Regions from separate parts of the Anas platyrhynchos genome. Here region 2 is linked to region 1. Evidence: chromatin contacts called from public Hi-C data. All regions are on one chromosome and are shown on one strand. The core of a region is the stretch at or near the end of the contact, and the rest is flanking DNA. Distances in the headings are between cores, read along the strand shown.

The links. Hi-C and Micro-C count contacts between places; a contact is called where the count stands out from the background.
Region 2: a contact with region 1 is called in a Hi-C map of small yellow follicle, with 3 times the contacts expected there. The contact joins two enhancer-like sites. A contact is called at or near these places in 4 of 8 Hi-C or Micro-C datasets (F5 follicle, skeletal muscle, small yellow follicle and 1 more).

The regions. Positions count from the first base shown.
Region 1 is chr15:2,457,082-2,461,196 of IASCAAS_PekinDuck_T2T, reverse strand. LOC101794451 (DNA repair endonuclease XPF) reads right to left here. Exons shown (of 11, transcript XM_005028641.6): 11 at 3,636-4,115. Among named protein-coding and RNA genes, the nearest start is that of MRTFB, 16 kb to the left of the region's middle. Within about 2 kb of position 1,971, at least 1 of the 8 cell types and tissues checked has an H3K27ac peak or open chromatin away from gene starts, as enhancers often do. A contact at or near this core is called in small yellow follicle, where this site is marked.
Region 2 is chr15:2,530,242-2,534,356 of IASCAAS_PekinDuck_T2T, reverse strand. It overlaps MRTFB (myocardin related transcription factor B), which reads right to left. Exons shown (of 16, transcript XM_072024089.1): 5 at 968-1,023; 6 at 308-383. Among named protein-coding and RNA genes, the nearest start is that of TRNAT-CGU, 41 kb to the left of the region's middle. Within about 2 kb of position 2,461, at least 4 of the 8 cell types and tissues checked have an H3K27ac peak or open chromatin away from gene starts, as enhancers often do. A contact at or near this core is called in small yellow follicle, where this site is marked.

The DNA of each region.
Region 1 (4,115 bases), core at 722-3,221:
TTCTTCCAGGTTTTCAAGACAGTGCTGCTGAGAACATCTCTTGCAGAGAAGATTGTAAAGAACAGATCAAAAAAGTAAAGTAAAAATGGCTATCCTACTCATATTGAAATATCTGGGAGATGAACTCTTAACATTTTGAACTCAAAATAAGAGGCACTGAAGCTTTCAAACATACTTGAGTATTTCCTTGTACAACCTCATCAAAACGTTTAGTCATGTACATTCTCTTTCTTTCTGGCTTTTTTACAAATGGAGTTAACATTTTTCCCCCCTCAGACTCTACTAGCTGATTTCAAGGATAAAAGGGAAGTTAATGGTTCTAGAGAGTTTGTTTTCTAGAGAATTCTCCTAGTCCCTTTTTATTTAGTATCTGTTTTTCTGAGCTTTCCAATGTATATGCAAAATTAGCTGCATCACGTTAGTAGGGAAAAGAGCTAAGAGTTTGTTTATATTTAGTAATTAGGCTTCTGCTTTCCTTGAAGAGCCTGAAGAGAAGCTAAAGCTAAGGAACAAACAACTTCAAATCACAATGTTTCATCTATTGAAGCTAAAGAGAGAACTGTGGCTCTGAATTATCACACAACTACATTCCGGATCAAATTTCAGCATGACTGTGTCTGAACATGATTTTTAAAGGCCAGTGGAGAGAGGCAGGAAGATTTAATACTTGCTAATAGAAAGTCTTTAAGAGTTTTCACTATTTTTCTGTGCCACATGTCAGTCAACCTTTCAAATTTATACTTAGAACTTACATCTTGATTTAAAATAAACAGACCAAATCAACTACAGATTACAAGAGATTTACCTAACAATTACACACTACTAGTCTCACCAAACTTACTGTTAGCAATTAAGTCATTCTTAACTGATAAACATTAAGAGAGATTCTTTGTATTTTATTCTTCCCCCATATCTTATAGATGAGGGATATTATTTCTCATGTTAACTTCGGGACAAGCTAGAAAATAACAGAAATGAGAAACGTGACTGGCAAATGCATTCATCATTTATGGACTATTCTTAACTAGGTTGCTAGCCAACCATGGAACAGAATATTTAGAAATACTATTCAATAATAGAAGTTTTGGAGAGGATGACTTAAAGAAAAAAAAAGTGAGGAAAAAGTGTATACAGTAATTATCCATAGCTTTGATTGTATATATTGCCAGTGCTTATATTTTCAAGTTAAGAAGGTAGATCAGTCAAGTAGATGTTAAGGATTTTATATCAAAAACAACAACAACAACAAAAGAACAGGTTTATGCTTGTGTTAATTCTGCAAACATCCAGGATTCTTGCTATTATATCAAGAAAGAGTAAATGTGATATAATTACAAAGTATTATGAAATCCTGTAGCAATAATTTCTCATTTTTTCAGACTATAACCCTACTTGCATTTCTTAATACTGCATACTGTAGAAAACAGATCAACTAAATATTAATTTAATTTAGACTATCTTTGCGTAAGAGCTAAAAAGAACTTCTTCCTAAAACAGCAATTACAAAAGGATTGTAACCCTTGGTAGCACATGTGAGGAATGTGTTAACAATTCGTGTCCATGAAGAACAATTCTGTTTGAATCCTGTCTGCCTCTGGGTTCTGCACTGGCAATTTAATTCTTGAACCACAGATGCAGTGTGTCCCAGTCTCCCCCTCATTCTAGTCAATTTATCATGTCTTCAGAAAACACTCCTTAAATTTATGAACCTGTTTGCTTTTGTTACTCCGGACTTCTATTTCTAACAGTTACAGCCTTTTTTCCTGTCTTCTTCGAGATTAACTTAACACTGCTATAGATGTGTCTGTGAATGGCTGGGGAAGAATGTTTTAATTACTCGTGAAGCATCAAATAAGAAAGCTGTTTGTGTTTGATGTCTGGGAGTTTCAGAACAACTGATAACAACTAGTGACTGTTATGGGATACTATGAGGATCCTTGGTATCTGGCCAGGGGGGACCAAGAGATTAAGAGGAAGAAAAAAGAAGCTGAAGGGCGGTTGGGAGACAAGACCTGCAGAGAGTGTACAGAGAGTGTTCCATAAACTTGGAATACTGCCGAGTGAGTACAAAGGTGAGAGGAAGACTATGAGCCTTCAGCATGAAAGACCCCTAGAGACCCCCAGAGGAGACTGATGCGCATGCTCCAGTAGGAGGAACTGGACCCCGGAAGATAATTATAATAATCTATTTTTTTAGAAGTAGTAATGAATATGTATTAGTCTAGGAGCATAAAAATCAGCTGCTTGATGTAACTGGTGTGCGTCCTGGTGGAGCGGAGACTCCCGGTGCACCCAGCGCTGTTTGCTTACCTCTATTCCTTTATATTCTTTTAATAAATCCTATTTTTTTATTTAATCCTAATTTGAATCCTGAGCCATTTATAACAGCACACAATTTATGGAGCCTGAAATAAAAACTGTCAATTGGTTAAACAATGCATGACAAGTTTCTTTAACAAGCCTCTTCTTACGTTTCTTTATGCTGTTTGGCACAACAAAAATGTATTCATTCACTAACTTTTACGACAGCTTTTGAATTCTATTCTGCAGTCACAGAAGTGGAATTCTGGATGACTAAGGAAAGTTTCAGAGACAGATGTTTTTATTTTTAAAAATTATTTATGGTTGTGCTGTCAGTCTGCAAATGAAAAAGCTTCACAATCATAAAAATACTTGCATTCAAACTTTTGCACTTCTTCTAGAAGTCGCTGCTTTTCCACAGTATGGCTGTATGTTTTATAAACAGATTTCTCTGCAGCTGGCTTATATTTAACTTTTTTTTTGAAAGCAATTAATATAGCTGGGACTAGAAATGCCCTACATGTTCATACAGAAAAAACTCATTTTGAAGATAAAGTTTGTTTTGGTTAGGGAACTGCTCAGACAACAGGGCAAGCAAAAGGCCTTCTTGGCAGTTGTAGCTAGAAACTGCAAGTGTCACCACTACTGGAAATAGTATCTGGATAACCAGATAACTTAAATATGCAAACTACAACACAACCTATCCTGTGCAAAATAATGTTTGCCAATATAAGCTGCATTTGTTCCAAAGAGATTTTGTTTTTATTGTTACTCTACAAGAAACATTGAGCAAGCAAAGCCTAGGAGAAAGCTCAGAAACAAGAAGCTTGCTAGCTTACTTCCAAATGTTGCATAAATCAAGGCAGTTTCATGTATTAAGTGTCTATTTGTTTTTAGATAGCACAAACTATCTAACAGTAATGGCAATTAAACATAAAAGTAAAGCAATGACAATGTATGCAAAATTTCTTTACTTTTGATGAAAGCAAGCTAAAGAACACTCTAAGGCCAGGGAAGACATCATACAGATTTTCATTATTTACCCAAAATACTTTGTTGTGTCTGCATACAGGTGAAGTGTGACTCAGTGGTTTGGTTATTTCAGCACTAAGGGGTTTCACAACACAAGGTATCTCCCCTATCTGTTCACAATTAGTACCTACTGCCCCAGAAGGACTTGCATTTACAGATTACTATAACCTAAACTGTAATCTAACCTCATAAAATAAGATACCCACTCATAAGTAATAAAGCCATACAATAATTGCAGTACAATTTAAAGAAAAAATCATGCAACAGAAAAAAAACAACACAGTAATTCTACACAAACAAAATGAAATTTAATCTAATTATTTATTGATTGTTTTTATGACTTTGATCTAGCATACAAAACAAAGCTATAACTTTTTTTAACCTCTTCACATACCCTTCATTTTCACCTTACACAAATCCAAGGGGAAAAAAAAAAAACAAACAACATTGCATGACAAAGCTGACATGCAATATATCTGGAAAACAACAACAACAAAAAAAAACAAACAAACCAAAACAAATAAACAGTTAATATCTTAATGAACAATACATATTTGGAAAGGTTGTTCAGCTCCTTTTTTTGTACCAAGCTCTATAGGACATGCATTCAAGATAGTTACACTTTAGTACCACTTTCTGTTTTCTTAGCACCACTTTAATGGCATTCTCAACACCAAATATTTCTGACCTTACTGCGTTGAATAAGAAAATATCATGGAAAATCTTCCTTCTGTATTAAATGAAATAAATTAGAATACAGGGCAACAGAAACCCTCATCCCA
Region 2 (4,115 bases), core at 1,212-3,711, 73 kb before region 1:
AGGGTAATGAGTAGAACTCGAAGCAATGTATGTATGTACATACACAATGGTATAATTACCATTATAGAATAAGAACAATTTGCGCTTGCCAACAAATATACAGTTGAGAATACTTTCACTGCTGCAGTTATATCTATTATACTGATAGAGAATACAGTTTACAATAGACACTGTAAAAGCAGAGAAACAGAGCATATAAATATTTAGAAATAATTCACATCAAAGCTTAATTCAGTTAGAAAACAGAGTGTCTAGCAGAAGTTCCTTCTAACAGCAGTTGAACAGGGCCATACATCTGGATACATACCTTCAAGGATGTGCATTCTGACCAGCTCAGACCGGTCTGGTCTGCTGCGAATTTTGTGCTTCAAAAAATTTTCAGTCTTCAAAGAAATGAAAAAATGTTACTAGTATTTATCAGAAAAAAGCACAAAGAAGTTGGTACATTTATAATTCACTGATGTCCAACAATGAATATTTACAGTTGTAGTCAGGTGGACATCACTGTTAGAACGGGGATATTAGAGAGGATTTTGCTTTGCCATGTTTTTGTTTCTCAGTCTAGCAGTGTTAATGAATTTCTATCTTTCCAAAGTTGGGAACATTTCTGGATTTGATCCCTTATCCCCTCTCCCCCCCAATAAATCACAATGCTATAGAATAGACATTTGCTACAGAAACACAACACAAGCATAATTTAACCCAAGGATCCTTTCCTTAGACTACAGGTAGATATGTGTTACAATTTGATCATAGTTTATGCTGCACACCTGCTTAATCCATGAAGGAATAAGAAACTTCCCCTGAGATTTGACAGCAGTATGTTAACAGATCCTTCTGAGATACAAGCACATATTATTACTGTAATGGTAGGATTTATTTTTTTCAAGCAATCTGAGAATTAGTATCCTGTAAACTGACTGTTCATTTTCAGATATTAATAGCAAGTTTACAGAAAGTGATTTACCCTGGCTCGCTCCAGGCTCTTTATCTGCTCATGGAATGCAGCTGGACTTTTCAAAGCTGTGAAGAGAAAGTAAAGGTTAAGTTATCAGGAAGTGATTTCCAAAGGAAATACTGTAGTCAGTAGGACTGTACAGCTGTTTAACACCATCTCAGATCTGCGTTTGCATCTGACCAGGCATACCTTCAACTCATGACAGTTATATTCAATTATATTTAACAGAGAGGAGTATCACTCCTATACAGAACACACAGAATATATGATTTTAACAGAAATCACCACAGAACAGTTAACTTTTTCACTCTGTACTGTGGTCTGTTTACCAAAACAGTTCCACAGCAGAAATTTTATGAAGTGGGGTTTAGAGTGCCAACATTGTTTCATTTATTCCACTGTATTACTATCCATCTATACCTCATCCTTGCTGTTGCTAGGGGGAGATGAATTGTCCTTTAAGAACTATTTGTGCTGATTTTTATTTTTTTTAAAGAATTTTGTGTTTGCCTTAGATGTTCAGATTTGAAAACAGGATGATCTTATTTCACATACCATTTCAAAACAATATTCAAGAAGACAGGTTGCATTCAGAAAGCCTGTTCCTCTACTATGAAAACCATGCAACAGCAGCAGAAAGCCTTTGTACTACAAATAATATGTATATTTCTGAAATAAGAAGGCAGGTAAATTGCCGGAACAGTGCAGCTGGAAAGGACCTCGAGGAATCACCTAGCTCTTCTCTGTCCCAGACACACAACCCACTTTGGCAGACACTGCTGACCGACAGCCATCTGTATTGTCTTTTAAAACTTGCAGAGACATTTCCAAGGAAGTTATGGCTGTGTTGTGCAGTTTGACTCCTCCTTGCTATGATTTAAATCCATTGCTTCTTTGCAGCAGACATCTACCTCAGAGACGAAGCAAGAAGAGTAAGTGGTGATTTTTATGATAGACAGCCCATTTGTACAGTCCAACAGTAAGAGTATCTGTGCTTTACTACGGGAGATGAGAACATTATCCACAGAGGGCAAACTCTCACTCTGCTTAATGCTTAGCAAAGAAGTTGGAGTGCAGATAGTGCTATTTAATTGCTTTCACCCATAGGGCTGTATATTGAGGAACTATGGGGGAAAGAAGAACCTTCACAAGGTGCAGAATGCCAGTTACAGCAAATAATCTTTTCCAAGTGGGTAAGCATGTTATAGCAAGTGGTAAATAATCGATAAACCTCTCCAACTAGGAGGAAGATTTCAGTGTCCTTTCTGCAATCAGTGATTTGTACTGGTCAGTGGGACACTGCACCAACCCTCAGCATGTTCTGTGTGTTCTGTGCTGGTTTGGCTGGGAGTGCAGGTGGCCACAAACAGCAGCAGCCCTGCAACAGCAACTGAAAGCTCCTCAGCTCTGGCAGACTGTTCTCTTTGTGTATGGTCTGCCTACAGCTCACTATTTGCTTTTACTGCAGCTGCATGCAAAAAGCCCAGATCCTGCATTTCTTAGTGATGGATTGTGTTGAGTCTGTCTGAGCTGGAGTCACCTTTTCCCTGCAGCAGCCCGCACAGTGCTGTGCTCTGCACTCGTAGCTGGAACAGCACTGATATCACTCCAGTGTTGTGTCTACTGCTGCTTGGTGCTGGCACAGCATCAGGACTCCTTCCAAGCCCCCAAGAACCAGCAGGCTGGGGGTGGGCAAGTGATGGGGAGGGGACATTGCCGGGGCAGCTGACCTAAACCAACCAAAGGGATATTCCATAACACCTGATGTCACACTCAGCAATAAAAGGGGGGGCTCTCCTGGGGGAGGGGGCTGTTCCTCCTGAACAACCACTACGTGTTTGAGGCCCTGCTTCCCAGGACGTGGCCGAACACCACTCGCTGATGGGAAGTAGAGAATAATTTTTTCTCTCTCTGTGCTTCCGCGCGGACTGATTGTTTCTTTTGTTTCTGTTTTTCCTCCCCATTCCCTTTCCCTTTAATTAAACCTTTCTCATCTCAAACCTTGAGTTCTCTGTGTTGTATTTTCTCCCCCTTCCTTTTTGAGGAGAGGGGGAGTGAGAGAGCGGTTGTGGTGGAGCTCGGCTGCCCACCTGAGTAAAACCACCACACGGATACAAACAGCTCAAAAAGAATCTGGGCCAGTCAAAGATTTAGAAAGACATCCTGACACTGAGTGTGAAGTATGGAGTCTGCCCTAAAAACATGAGGCTTAGAGAAGAAAGATAGCAGGCTTATTTCCTGGTTACAGTGTAACACCAACATCATCTTAGGATAGGTGGAGGACATTATTGGGGAATGATTCATAAATATATACGTTTCTCCTTGGAGCAGAATTAAAAACAACTAGAAGAGCTACCATCAACAACAAAAGTGAGCAGGAGGCCAGTAGTACCCATATCATGGGATTCAAGTCTCACCACAGATCTAGGTCCCAAAAGGGCATATACTCTGATGGAATCTTCATTAATTGTCATGGAGTTATGTCATGGAGTGTCACTGATGGAATCTTCATCAACAAAAGAGGCTGTTATTTAGGAAAAAAAACTGAAAAAGCAATGACTTAAACTTTTAACTGGAGAACAAAGCCTGGTAATTCTTCAGATGAAGCTGAAGCAAGACCAATAGGAGGGCCCCCACTTTTTGAATGAAACTTATCATTCAGTTCCTGAAGATAATAAACACTACAGACCTGAGAATGTGAAGATGCTTTAGCAAAGCAATCTGAAGCCTTATGAGTACTCAGAAACACTCAACATGAGATTAGCTTTAAGATACTGTACTTTAAAGCTAGAATTCACCAATTCACACTGAGCTATTTATAATTATATTTTTAACAAGAAAAATCACTTTGTGCAGCTGTATGTTTTCTACACTTAATCTGTTATCTGAAGCCCAGTCCCATCTCCCACTGTCCACTGACGGATTCTCACTGTTCTCTGTGCACCTCTCATTCTGAGGCCAGGCTGCTCTTCAAAACAAGTTAGAAGACATCGTACAAAACAATACGCATAGTCACCGGGACCCCACATAGAGAAACACCAAAAGATATCTAAGGGAAGGGTTAAATGCAGTTGACTTCTAGGCTACCGGATTTCTTTATTCGGGAGAATATATGATAAGAGAATCATATTCTCTTATGATTCCTAAATTGATTTTA